Linked DNA regions of Mus musculus: region 2 is linked to region 1. The links are chromatin contacts, called in public HiChIP or PLAC-seq maps. All regions are on one chromosome and are shown on one strand. The core of a region is the stretch at or near the end of the contact, and the rest is flanking DNA. Distances in the headings are between cores, read along the strand shown.

The links. HiChIP or PLAC-seq counts read pairs in DNA pulled down with a chosen protein or histone mark.
Region 2: a contact with region 1 is called in an H3K4me3 HiChIP or PLAC-seq map of bone marrow-derived macrophages, with 3 times the contacts expected there. The contact joins two enhancer-like sites. A contact is called at or near these places in 2 of 39 promoter capture datasets (hematopoietic stem and progenitor cells and hippocampal neurons), 1 of 484 Hi-C or Micro-C datasets (B cells), 4 of 115 datasets of contacts at active chromatin or transcription factors (bone marrow-derived macrophages, embryonic limb bud, pancreatic cancer cells and 1 more) and 1 of 9 other capture datasets (adipose tissue).

The regions. Positions count from the first base shown.
Region 1 is chr8:70,681,249-70,686,865 of GRCm38.p6, forward strand. Gm39191 (a long non-coding RNA gene) reads right to left here. Exons shown (of 2, transcript XR_870499.2): 2 at 2,061-4,245. Among named protein-coding and RNA genes, the nearest start is that of Gm39191, 8.3 kb to the right of the region's middle. Within about 2 kb of position 1,628, at least 105 of the 459 cell types and tissues checked have an H3K27ac peak or open chromatin away from gene starts, as enhancers often do. A contact at or near this core is called in bone marrow-derived macrophages and pancreatic cancer cells, where this site is marked.
Region 2 is chr8:71,575,312-71,581,046 of GRCm38.p6, forward strand. It overlaps Slc27a1 (solute carrier family 27 (fatty acid transporter), member 1), which reads left to right. Exons shown (of 12, transcript NM_001357182.1): 2 at 4,093-4,487; 3 at 4,596-4,757; 4 at 4,834-4,903; 5 at 5,299-5,390; 6 at 5,456-5,565. Among named protein-coding and RNA genes, the nearest start is that of Slc27a1, 7.6 kb to the left of the region's middle. Within about 2 kb of position 3,875, at least 85 of the 459 cell types and tissues checked have an H3K27ac peak or open chromatin away from gene starts, as enhancers often do. A contact at or near this core is called in bone marrow-derived macrophages and pancreatic cancer cells, where this site is marked.

The DNA.
Region 1 (5,617 bases), core at 378-2,877:
AAATTATATATATAATATATATATTCACACACAATTGTGTGGGGCTTGTGGACCCCCAAGGCCCCCTATGGTTTTAAAGACTCCAAGTTAAGGAGCCAGTTGTGCTAATAATTTTAGCAATATAATTGCCCTAAGGAAACACTGACACAGGTCAGGTGACAGGGTTGCATTAACTATACTGACATGAGAGAACAATTGTTGAGTTTACCATTTTGATTCTGTGATAAGGCCTAGTTCTCAGAGCCTCCCTGCATTTTCATGTTAAGAACTTTAATTCATTCTGTGAGCTCCTTCGCCTGTTGCAGAGCTTGCTGGGCTTCTCAATGATAAACTTAGAAAAAAAATCCTCCCCTGGGCAAGGGTGTGGCTCCCTCAGCCTACGTGGAGTACTGGGGTTCCCTGCCTAGCACTACACAGCAAAACAAGGCACTTCAGCCTAGCAGTGGGGCCAGACAGGCTTGGAAGCATTAAATAGGTAAAGTGCCTGGACCACTTCAACTTCCACAGTGCCTCAGTTTCCTCTCTGCACCAGCACTTCAGTACGTGCTCAATAAATGATATGCTGATCACCCAAAGGCCAGTCTGGTATGCAGTAAGTGATTAATAAGTGCACACTGCGGGTGAATTGCTGGCCTAGTGTCCAGCAAATGTGCGACACAATGATCATCACTCCTAGGATCAACCTGGTATGCAGCAGGTGCTAAATAAATGTGTGCTGCGAATGAACTATCCATCAGCCTTGTACACAGCATGGACCCAGTAAATACGTGGCATGGCAGTCATCACTGTGACCATTTTGGCATATATAGTGTGGCAGACTCCTAGGGCTAACCTGGTATACAAGGAAGTGCACAGCATGGTGATCACCCCAGGACCAGCCAAGTAGAAAGTAAGCATTAAGTACTCAGTAAATGCATAGACCCATCTAAGAGTGGCATCTTTGGGAACATTCATGCTGTCCAGGCGTTGCTTTTTACAAGCTGTGGGAGTTGGTGAAGACCGACGGGCTGAGCCTCCCTTGGGCAGCACCAGCCTCTGCAAGCTCCCTCCCTCGCCCGCCTGGCCTCACAGCCACCAGGCGGTGACTCACGCCCTCCGTCCCATCCCGCCTTCACTGGATCCAGGCTCCAAAGCAGCCACCCAGCCTGCAGTCGGGAGGGGCCATGGACATACTTCAGAGCTTCGTTCAGCGCCTAAAAATACCCGCGTCCTGCAGATTCTCCACCACGCCCTCCCGGCCCCGCAGCAGCCCTCTGTGAGGGGAACCGTTTCTGATCTCCTTTGCTCCTGGAGACCGCTCTGGGAGACCTCTCCTAGCTGAGGCAGGAGGGTGGGGTGAGTCCCAGGCTCTTACCCTCTGGGTTGCAGCTCCATGTACCTGACCCCTGCCTTCAACCCCCAGTGACCCTGTCTGCCCTCACAGGCTAAGCCACAGATCTTTCTGGAGACCTAAGGGGAGGGGCAGGATGGGGTGGGAGTAAGCTGGGGGACCACAAGGACAGCAAGGTAGCCTAGGCGGCTTCTCCAAATGCACAGGCATGGATTCCTCTGGCAGTCACAACAGCATGTGCAAAGGCCCCGGGGCTAACACAAGCCATGCCTGGGCCCTGGCCTCAGCTGCCACTCAGCAGGTGTCCCATTGGGTCACAGCAGTGCCCTGGCCCCACCTGCTTCTCCCTGAGGGAGGGTGAGTCACCCCAGACAGTACATTTTAGGGAACTGTCCTTCCTGACCCCAGCTTCTTAGCAAGCATAGGGTTTGTTTCATCTCGTTTTGAGTTTACTGGGTGAATTTTATTCTTTGATATGACTTATTTCTGTGTAATTAATGCCTCTTTGTGTTGAAGTCACAGCGCAGTCTATGGGTTATTCCTCCAGAAGCGTCCACTTTGGTTTTTCTTCTTTTCGATTTTTCCAAGATAGGGTTTCCAAGACAGTGTAGCCCTGGCTGTCCTGGAACTCACTCTGTAGACCAGGCTGGCCTCGAATTCAGAGGTCCTCCTGCCTCTGCCTCTCTAATGCTGGGATTAAAGGCGTTTGATATCACCATCCGGCCATTTGGTTCTCAAAAGTGGTTTTAATTTCTCTGTTTATACACTCTGTGTGTGTGTGTGTGTGTGTGTGTAGGTCAGAGGACAATATGTTGGAGTTCCCTCCCTCTACCATGTGGGTACCAGGGGATTAAACTCAGGTTGCCTGGTTTAGTTTGGTTGACAATCTTCTGTAGTTGCTGAGCTATCTCACCCCACCAAGCCTTTCTTTGCTCTATAGTTTCCAGTAAGCTCCAGGGATCTGTCTGTCTCTCCCTCCCCAGTTCTGGGGAGGGGGGACCCGGAATTTATGGATCAAGTTTAGGACCTCATGCTCCAGGCATCCAGGTTGACCTGAAAGTCAAGAGAGATAGCCCTGCCTCCACTTCCTGAGTGCTGGGATTAATAGGTGTGCACCACCCATCTCCTTTCTGTATGCACTGTTGCTTTTGTTGTGTCTACAGATAGTGTCACTCACTGTGTAACCCAAGGTGCTTGGCATCAGCCTGCCAGGTACCATCACCTAGGATGGAAGAATATAAAGAAACCAAGAATCCGGAGGCCCAGAGGCCAGCTGAGGAAAAAAAAGGGGTCCTTTCCGCAATTGGAAGTGCAAAGGCCCTGGGGCAGAAATCAGCTGATATAGGTGGATGGTGGAAAAGGGTGTTAGCTGCAGCTGATGTGGCTGTGGCAACCTGAGGTGTGGGAATGGAGGACAGTGGGAGACAGGGACAAGAAAATGAGGAACAGGTAGGGTCTTAGCCAGCACCAGGGATGGGTCCAAGTGACCATGAGGTTCACCCAGCACAGCTCCCCCACCATGACTATGAGTACATTAGTGCACAGGACATGTTTTGTAAATGTGAAATGAAGGGCTTGTTAGACAGGACAGATGAGAGCAGGGTGGGTGAGTGGGTGAGAGGTCAAGCAGACATGAGAGCTGGATGGGTGGGTGGATGGGTTGATCAAAGGTCAGGCAGATGGTTGTATGTTCGTGCATCCTATTGGCCCCAGTCAAGGTCATTAGAAGCTAAACCACATCTGACATCTTCCTGCTATGACAGGTCAGTGACATAGAGACAGTGGAGGATGCAGCCTGTGCACGTTCTCTGCCCCCATAGCGACCCTGTTTCCCGCAGAGGCTGTGGGGTGGGTGCTGGGCAGGATGCTGAGTGCTGGCCATGCAGAGGCGGGCAGCCGGGTACCAGATACCACTACCTGCCTCTGCCTGTGAGTCAGCATCACCATGGCAACTGGCTCTGCCGGATGCTCCCTGGGCTCAGCATCATCACTGCAGCCCAGCCACCGTCATAGCTGCCTCCCTGGCAGGGGGCACAGATATTTTTAGCAGATTTCAGGCATCACTGGAGACAGGAAATCTAACTTCTGAACAGTGTCCACCTTAGCACTTCAGTCTCCTGGAATAGGTGACATATCTCATGGGTGGGCACTCCTGCAAACCAAGAGTAGCCAGGGATGGGTGACCGCATTACAGGACAGCACAGCTGGGGTTAATGAGCTCAGAGCCCAGGCATTTCCTGGGGAATGCACACTGATGGAGAAACTGAGGCAAGCAGAAACTTATGGGATGATAAATAACCAGTCTCATACCCTGCTGATGAGTCTCTAGGCCCGAAGGATTGCTCCTCCCCTCATGCTCCCCACCCAACTCCAGGCCCCTCATTGAAATCTGTCCCACTCCTCAAATTCTGACCCACGACCTTTGCTCAGGGATACTTTCCTTTGAGCCTTCTGGATCTATCCACCAATGTCATGGACCCTAGGAATTTCCCTTTCCAAGCCCCTTTCTTTCTGCTCTGAATTTTGTTTTGTTTTTTCCTAGACAGGGTTTCTCTGTGTAGCCCAGACTGGCCTTGAACTCACTGTGTAGACCAGGCTGGCCTCAGTGATCCACCTGACTCTGTCACCCAGTGCTGTAATTTTTAGACTATTGGTGTTACCGCCCAATTCTAAGGCTATTTTTCTGCCCTCAGGATGTTAGACTACTAGCTGATCTTCTCGGGATCTGGCTAGACTGGCTCTCCCTTGCTCCCTGGAAGCTTCTGAGCACGCAGCCAGGTGTGCCAAGGCCAAGAGACGCACAGGAAAGGAGTGCCAGAGGTCCCTGGCTTCAGGTCGGGCTCATGGTGAGAAGAAACTCTCTGGGCAGAACTTTGCAGCAGCCTCCTTCAGGGCATGTCCAGCTTAAAGACAACCTACAAGAAAAGAAAGCTCACTTGCTGAGCATCGCAGGCAAGCGGGGTCCCTGCACACTCCCACACCCATCCATATACTGTCCAACAGCAAGCAGGGTCCCTGCACACTCCCACACCCATCCATATATCTGTCCAACATGGGGGGGGGTGTTGGAGAGACAGCTCAGCATTTTGATTGTTTGTTTGCTTGCTTGTTTTTTCAAGACAGGGTTTCTCTGTGTAGCCCTGGCTGTCCTGGAACTCACTCTGTAGACCAGGCTGGCCGCTAATTCAGAGGTCCTTCTGCCTCTGCCTCCCAAGTGCTGGGATTAAAGGCTCCTTAGTGGTTTTGAGCACAGGCTACTTTTTCCACAGACATTCACTTCCACGGAAAGTTCACACTTGTGATTTAGTTCCAGGGGATCTGATGCCCTCTTCTCCCCTCCATGGGCACCAGGCACACACATGGTGCATGTGTACACACAACACGCAGGCAAGTCTCTCTCTCTCTCTCTCACACACACACACACATATTAAAATAATGTAAATTTTAAAAGGTCAGGGTCACAGATTCACAGATCAGCCAGCTGAGATGGGTTCAGGTTTCTGCACTCAAGTGTTCAGAGTGACTGGGAGCTGGTGAGCCAGCCCAGGTCATGGTCAGAGCCTTCTCACTGGCTGAGAGTGGGCACAAAAGGAAGAGAAGGGTCCATGAGATAGTGGCCATTGAGTCAGGACTACAGAGGAAGCACTTAAGGAAATTCAGGCCAGCCAGGCACACACATACCCTGTCCTACCTGACAGGAGATGACTCCTCACAACCTGTCTCATTCACAGTCTTTGCATGGTACTTGCTGCTTCTGGAAGACTGCAGACTGGACCACTAATGGGTAAACCGAGTCAGGGCTCAAGCTATGACTCAGTGTGTGGGAGGAATCCCTCCTTGCTGTGTGGGCCATTCTTCCATTAAACTGCATGGGCTGTGCACCCGTGCCCTGGAAACAGTTCTGTCTAGAGCTGTGCTGTGTGGTGTGTGCGCTGCCCTGACAGCACGACACAGACTCCATCATATCTAATGCTAATGTCGTCCTGGTAGCCACGGCACCATCTCGGTACACGTCACAGACTGTGAAGAGGTGAAATAGCTTCTGTCAAGACATCCCATGTTGATGTCGGCAGCCAGAACCAGACTGGTTCCCAAAGGACCACTCACTGCTGGGTTTTGAGCTTCATGTGAGTTTGGGGCTCCCCAGGGTGCTCCTATGACACCTACCTCAATGTGGCAGTCAGTTGAGCCCCCTGGAGTTAAGGGCTCTCTCCTTTGGGGAGGGGGCCTTGAGGTGTGTTGGGGTGTCTGAATGCCGCAGTGAAAGGGATAAGTGGAGCAAACTCA
Region 2 (5,735 bases), core at 2,625-5,124, 900 kb after region 1:
GTGAGCACAGGCGCCCTTGTGTGTGTGCTCTCATGTGAGCACAGGTGCCCTTGTGTGTGTGCTCCTGTGAGCACAGGTGCCCTTGTGTGTGTGCTCCTGTGAGCACAGGTGCCCTTGTGTGTGTGCTCCTGTGAGCACAGGTGCCCTTGTGTGTGTGCTCTCATGTGAGCACAGGTGCCCTTGTGTGTGTGCTCTCATGTGAGCACAGGTGCCCTTGTGTGTGTGCTCTCATGTGAGCATAGGTGCCCTTGTGTGTGTGCTCCTGTGTGAGCACAGGTGCCCTTGTGTGTGTGCTCTCATGTGAGCACAGGTGCCCTTGTGTGTGTGCTCCTGTGAGCACAGGTGCCCTTGTGTGTGTGCTCTCATGTAAGCACAGGTGCCCTTGTGTGTGTGCTCCTGTGAGCACAGGTGCCCTTGTGTGTGTGCTCCTGTGAGCACAGGTGCCCTTGTGTGTGTGCTCCTGTGTGAGCACAGGTGCCCTTGGGTGTGTGCTCCCTGTGAGCTCATGTGCACTTGTGGAAGTATGAGGACAATCTGTATACCTTTAATCCCATCACTCAGGAGGCAGAGACAGGCCAATTTTTTTTTTTTTTTTTTTTGAGGCAGCCTGGTCTATGTAGCAAGTTCTAGGATAGCTAGCCTCACAGTAAGATAATGTCTGAATTTTTTCCTAGATATAAAGCCTTTTAAACATTGTACTAATATTTTTTGAGGCAAGATTTTTAAGGAGACCCTGTCTCCTGTAGCCTGGGTTAGCCTCACAATTGCTGTATATGTAGCCCAGGCTGGCTTTGAACTCATGATTTTCTGCTTTAATGATAACTAGCTACCTTACTGACGACATTTATCAGTTTCAGGGCCCAAGTCCCTCTCCTAGTGTACCTACCACCTCAAAGTCCTCAGCAGAACCCTTGTGCCGATCTTTACCTTTGATAATCCTCCAAACCCTGGGGCAGCTGTTTTTGAGGGCAGCAGGTTTCCTGGCTGACCTGCCACCCAGGCACTGGAGTCTCCCTTCCCTCTAGGATTATTTGTGGTAGGCACTGCACCAGGAGGGCCAGCCTTGGGCCTCAGGCAATCTTCTAAAATGCTTTTCTGGCTTCTTTGCCCCCTTTTTTTTTTTTTTTAATTCATTTTTAGTTTTTTTTTTTTTTGTTTTTGTTTTTTTTTGTTGTTGTTTTTGTTTTGTTTTTTGAGACAGGTGTTGCCCTGGCTGTCCTGGAACTCACTCTGTAGACCAGGTTGGCCTGGAATTCAGAAATCCCCCTGCCTCTGCCTCCCAGTGCTGGGGTTAAAGACGTGTGCCACCACTGTCTGAATCCTTTTAGTTTTAAATTTATTTTTATAGGCTGGAGAGATGGCTTAGAAGTTAAGAGAGTGCTGGGCAGTGGTGGCGCACGCCTTTAATCACAGCACTCGAGAGGCAGAGGCAGGCGGATTTCTGAATTCCAGGCCAACCTGGTCTACAGAGTAAGTTCCAGGACAGCCAGGGCTACACAGAGAAAACCTGTCTCGAACAACCCCCACACTCCCCACCCCAAATAAAAGTTAAGAGCACTTTCTACTCATCCAAAGGACCAGAGTTCAATCCCCAGTAACCACATGGTAGCTCTTAATTATCTATATTGTGATCTGATGACCTCTTCTGGCATGCAGGTGTACATGCAGATAGGGCGTCCATACATGAAATAAATAAATCTAAAGAATCTTAAAAAAAAAAAAAAAAAGATAGCCGGGCGTGGTGGCGCACGCCTTTAATCCCAGCACTGGGGAGGTAGAGGCAGGTGGATTTCTGAGTTCAAGGCCAGCCTGGTCTACAAAGTGAGTTCCAGGACAGCCAGGGCTATACAGAGAAACCCTGTCTTGAAAAACCAAAAAAAAGAAAAAAGAAAAAAAAAAAAGAAAAAAAAGATTTATTTATGTTATGTATTTTATGTATGTGAGTACACTGTAGTTGTATGGACAGTTATGAGCCTTCATGTGGTTGTTGGGAATTGAATTTAGGACCTCTGCTTGCTCTGGTCGGCCCCACTCGCTCTGGTCAACTGTGCTCACTCAGGCCCAAAGATTTTACTATTATAAATAAGTACACTGTAGCTGATTTCGGATGGACCTGAAGAGGGCGTCAGATCTAATTATGGTTGGTTGTGAGCCACCATATGGTTACTGGGATTTGAACTCAGGACCTTCAGCAGTCAGTGCTCTTATCCACTGAGCCATGGTTGGAGGGAGCAGAGACTGAGTGAGCGGAGTTGACCAGAGTGATCGGGGCCGACTGGAGCAAGCAGAGGTCCTGTATTCAATTCCCAACAACCACATGAAGGCTCACAGCTGTTTATATAGCTACAGTATACTCACATAAATAAACTTAAAAAATTTTTTACTTAATGTTTTAGTTTTTTATTTTAGTTTTCATGTGCATAGAAGGTTTGCCTGCATGTATGTGTGTACCATGTGCATGCCTAGTGCCTGCAGAAGGCAGAGGACGGTTTTGCAAGAGGAACCGCAGCTACATGTGTTTGGGAACTGCCATGTGGTTGCTGGGAATTAAACACAAGTTCTCTCAAAGAGAAGCCAGTGCTCTTACCTGCTGAGCCATCTCTCCAGCCCTGTTTTGTTTTGATTGAGTGCTGTTGCAGAGCAGCTTCTAGTCTCATGCTTCTACTCCCATTGCCTCAGCTTCCTGGATGGTTAGATGACAGGCGCTGGGTGGCCCCCATCTCCTGCTCTTTCCCTCCAGGAAACAGGACAGGATAGGAAGTTGAGTCAGCGGCAGGCCATGGCTTAGAAGGTTGTGAGTGCCAGGGGAGAGATGCCAAGGCAGGGGTAGCACTTCCAGGGCTCGTGGGGTGTTCTCTGAGCATGGAGCAGCTGAACAGACGCTGAGGGAGAGTCTGACTGCTGAGCCTGTGCAAAGGAACTGGGGCAGATGGTTCTGGGTGTGCTGTAGTATGCAGCAATGGGACACAGCTGGGATGGGGATGGCACAAGGCATTTTTTGTCCTAAGTTTCACCCAGGCACACAGGAGATATTAGCTATTTGGGGTAATACAATAGAATCTGGGGCTCAGTTGGTAGATTAGTCTCCTATGTGTCCTGGCTCCATCTCTAGCCACATAAACTAAGTGTAATGGCACATACCCTAGGACCTTTGCGCCAGCTGAGTGGAAGCCACCCACCTCTCCCACAGTCCCCACTGTCAAGAGTTCTTGACTGTTGTCACCCCTCCCATCACCTCTAATTTTGCCCAGTGCTCAGCACTGTGTGGTGCTCTCCCAGAGGGCTGTGATCGGTCTTCAGAGCAGAGTGCAGTTGGGCAGCCTGAGGTGGGTGAGGGAGGACTGGACGAAGGAAGAAAGGAAACTGCTGGGGTTCTGTAGCCTGAGACAGGGTTGCTGTGAGTTCAAGGCTAGCCTGGGCTAGCAAGGAGCTATCAAGTGGGAGGCCAAGGCACTGGCAGGTTTGGTCACCATTCCCAGTGTCCTCTGAAGATGGGGTACAGTACTCAAAGGACAAGAGATGAGGAACAAGGATGAGTTTTGAGACCTTCCTGATAACCACGCCTGTCAATGTTCCAGATGATGAGGCAGGAGGAGTGCAAGCTCTAGGTTAGAGGCCAGTTAGGGAGACCCTGACTCAAAAGTAAGAAGCAGGCTGGTGGCTCAGGGGTGGAGTCCCTGCCTAGAATCCTCCATAGAGGAGCTGAGGTGGTGACTCTCCTGCCTAGAATCCTCAAGTGAGGGGCTGGGGGTCTGGCCCAGGGGTGGAGCCCCTGAGTAGAATTCCCCAGTGAGAGGTTGGGGGTGTGGTAGTAGATTGCCTGCTAAGCATGTATACAACATCACAGAGCACAAAAAAGAATCTGACAATTGAAATTCAGGGCACCAGGCCATTTAGGGACAACTACTTGGTGACTAATCCTCATGTGGTAGACAGGCTGGTGTTGGGGATTCATAGCTTCCTGTCTGGTTGATTAATGCTCCTTGCCTTAAGATATCAGCCATTAAAGGACCCCTTACTGGACCTCTGCTGTCCTGGGGCTCCCGAGGTTACAGGCAGCTCTGGACAGTGGCCCTGACTCTGTCTCTGCAGTGGCCTCTCTGTTCTGATTCGTGTTCGGCTAGAGCTGCGACGACACCGGCGAGCAGGAGACACGATCCCGTGCATCTTCCAGGCTGTGGCCCGGCGACAACCAGAGCGCCTGGCACTGGTGGACGCCAGTAGTGGTATATGCTGGACCTTCGCACAGCTGGACACCTACTCCAATGCTGTAGCCAACCTGTTCCGCCAGCTGGGCTTTGCACCAGGCGATGTGGTGGCTGTGTTCCTGGAGGGCCGGCCGGAGTTCGTGGGACTGTGGCTGGGCCTGGCCAAGGCCGGTGTGGTGGCTGCTCTTCTCAATGTCAACCTGAGGCGGGAGCCCCTGGCCTTCTGCCTGGGCACATCAGCTGCCAAGGCCCTCATTTATGGCGGGGAGATGGCAGCGGGTGAGGCCTGGTGGATACCAGGAGGGTGGGGACCTAGGGACCTCAGGGATAGGGAGATGCTGGCCAGGGGTGCTTCATGACTGTGACCCTGAGCCTCTGTCACCACAGCGGTGGCGGAGGTGAGCGAGCAGCTGGGGAAGAGCCTCCTCAAGTTCTGCTCTGGAGATCTGGGGCCTGAGAGCATCCTGCCTGACACGCAGCTCCTGGACCCCATGCTTGCTGAGGCGCCCACCACACCCCTGGCACAAGCCCCAGGCAAGGGCATGGATGGTAAGTGGAGGGGTCCCTGACATCTATCCCCCGTGTTCTCTGCTCTCCTGGTGCCTGACCCTTGCTTTTTGTGCAGATCGGCTGTTTTACATCTATACTTCTGGGACCACCGGGCTTCCTAAGGCTGCCATTGTGGTGCACAGCAGGTAAGCAGGGCCCTCCCTTCCCCATGGCCTGCCATTGCTGGAACCTGTCCCCCTGTGCCCCATGTTCCCCATGGTCTTTTTCTCCTCCTCCCCTTCTGGCAGAGCGCCACCTAGCTCCTTTTCCACCCCCGACCCTCCCGCCGTGCCCCGCATTGGCTAGCATCTTTGAGGGTTTTACATCCTAAATCCCGTGACCATTCTGCTTTGCCTCTAGTGAGTCATACTTAGTCCTCTCTGGCCCCCAGCTAACCACGCTCTTTTACGCCTTGGAACCTTTCCATTTGCTGCACCCTCAGGCAGCCTTCCCAGAGGGCTCAAGTCCTCTCCAGACCAGAAGACTCTTACCCAGATGTGCCACCGCTAGATCTCTGCCAGTGACTTAGCTCTCCCTGCAGGTACTACCGCATTGCTGCCTTTGGCCACCATTCCTACAGCATGCGTGCCGCCGATGTGCTCTATGACTGCCTGCCACTCTACCACTCTGCAGGTATGTGGGCCCTCAGGGGAGTGGATGGAATCCCTCAGCGACCCTCACCGCTGCCCTCTCTCTAGGGAACATCATGGGTGTGGGGCAGTGCGTCATCTACGGGTTGACGGTGGTACTGCGCAAGAAGTTCTCCGCCAGCCGCTTCTGGGATGACTGTGTCAAGTACAATTGCACGGTAGGCCCCACGCGCTCTTGGGCTCCTCCTACCTCACCAAGGGTACAGCAGCCCTTGCGCTCAGACTGGATCAGGAACACGCCCCTCCTCTGGCTATGCCCTCATGGAGGGTCTCTTTCTGTATGGCTGATCCCAAGGAGACTCAGTACCTGCCTTCAGGGCGTGCCCTC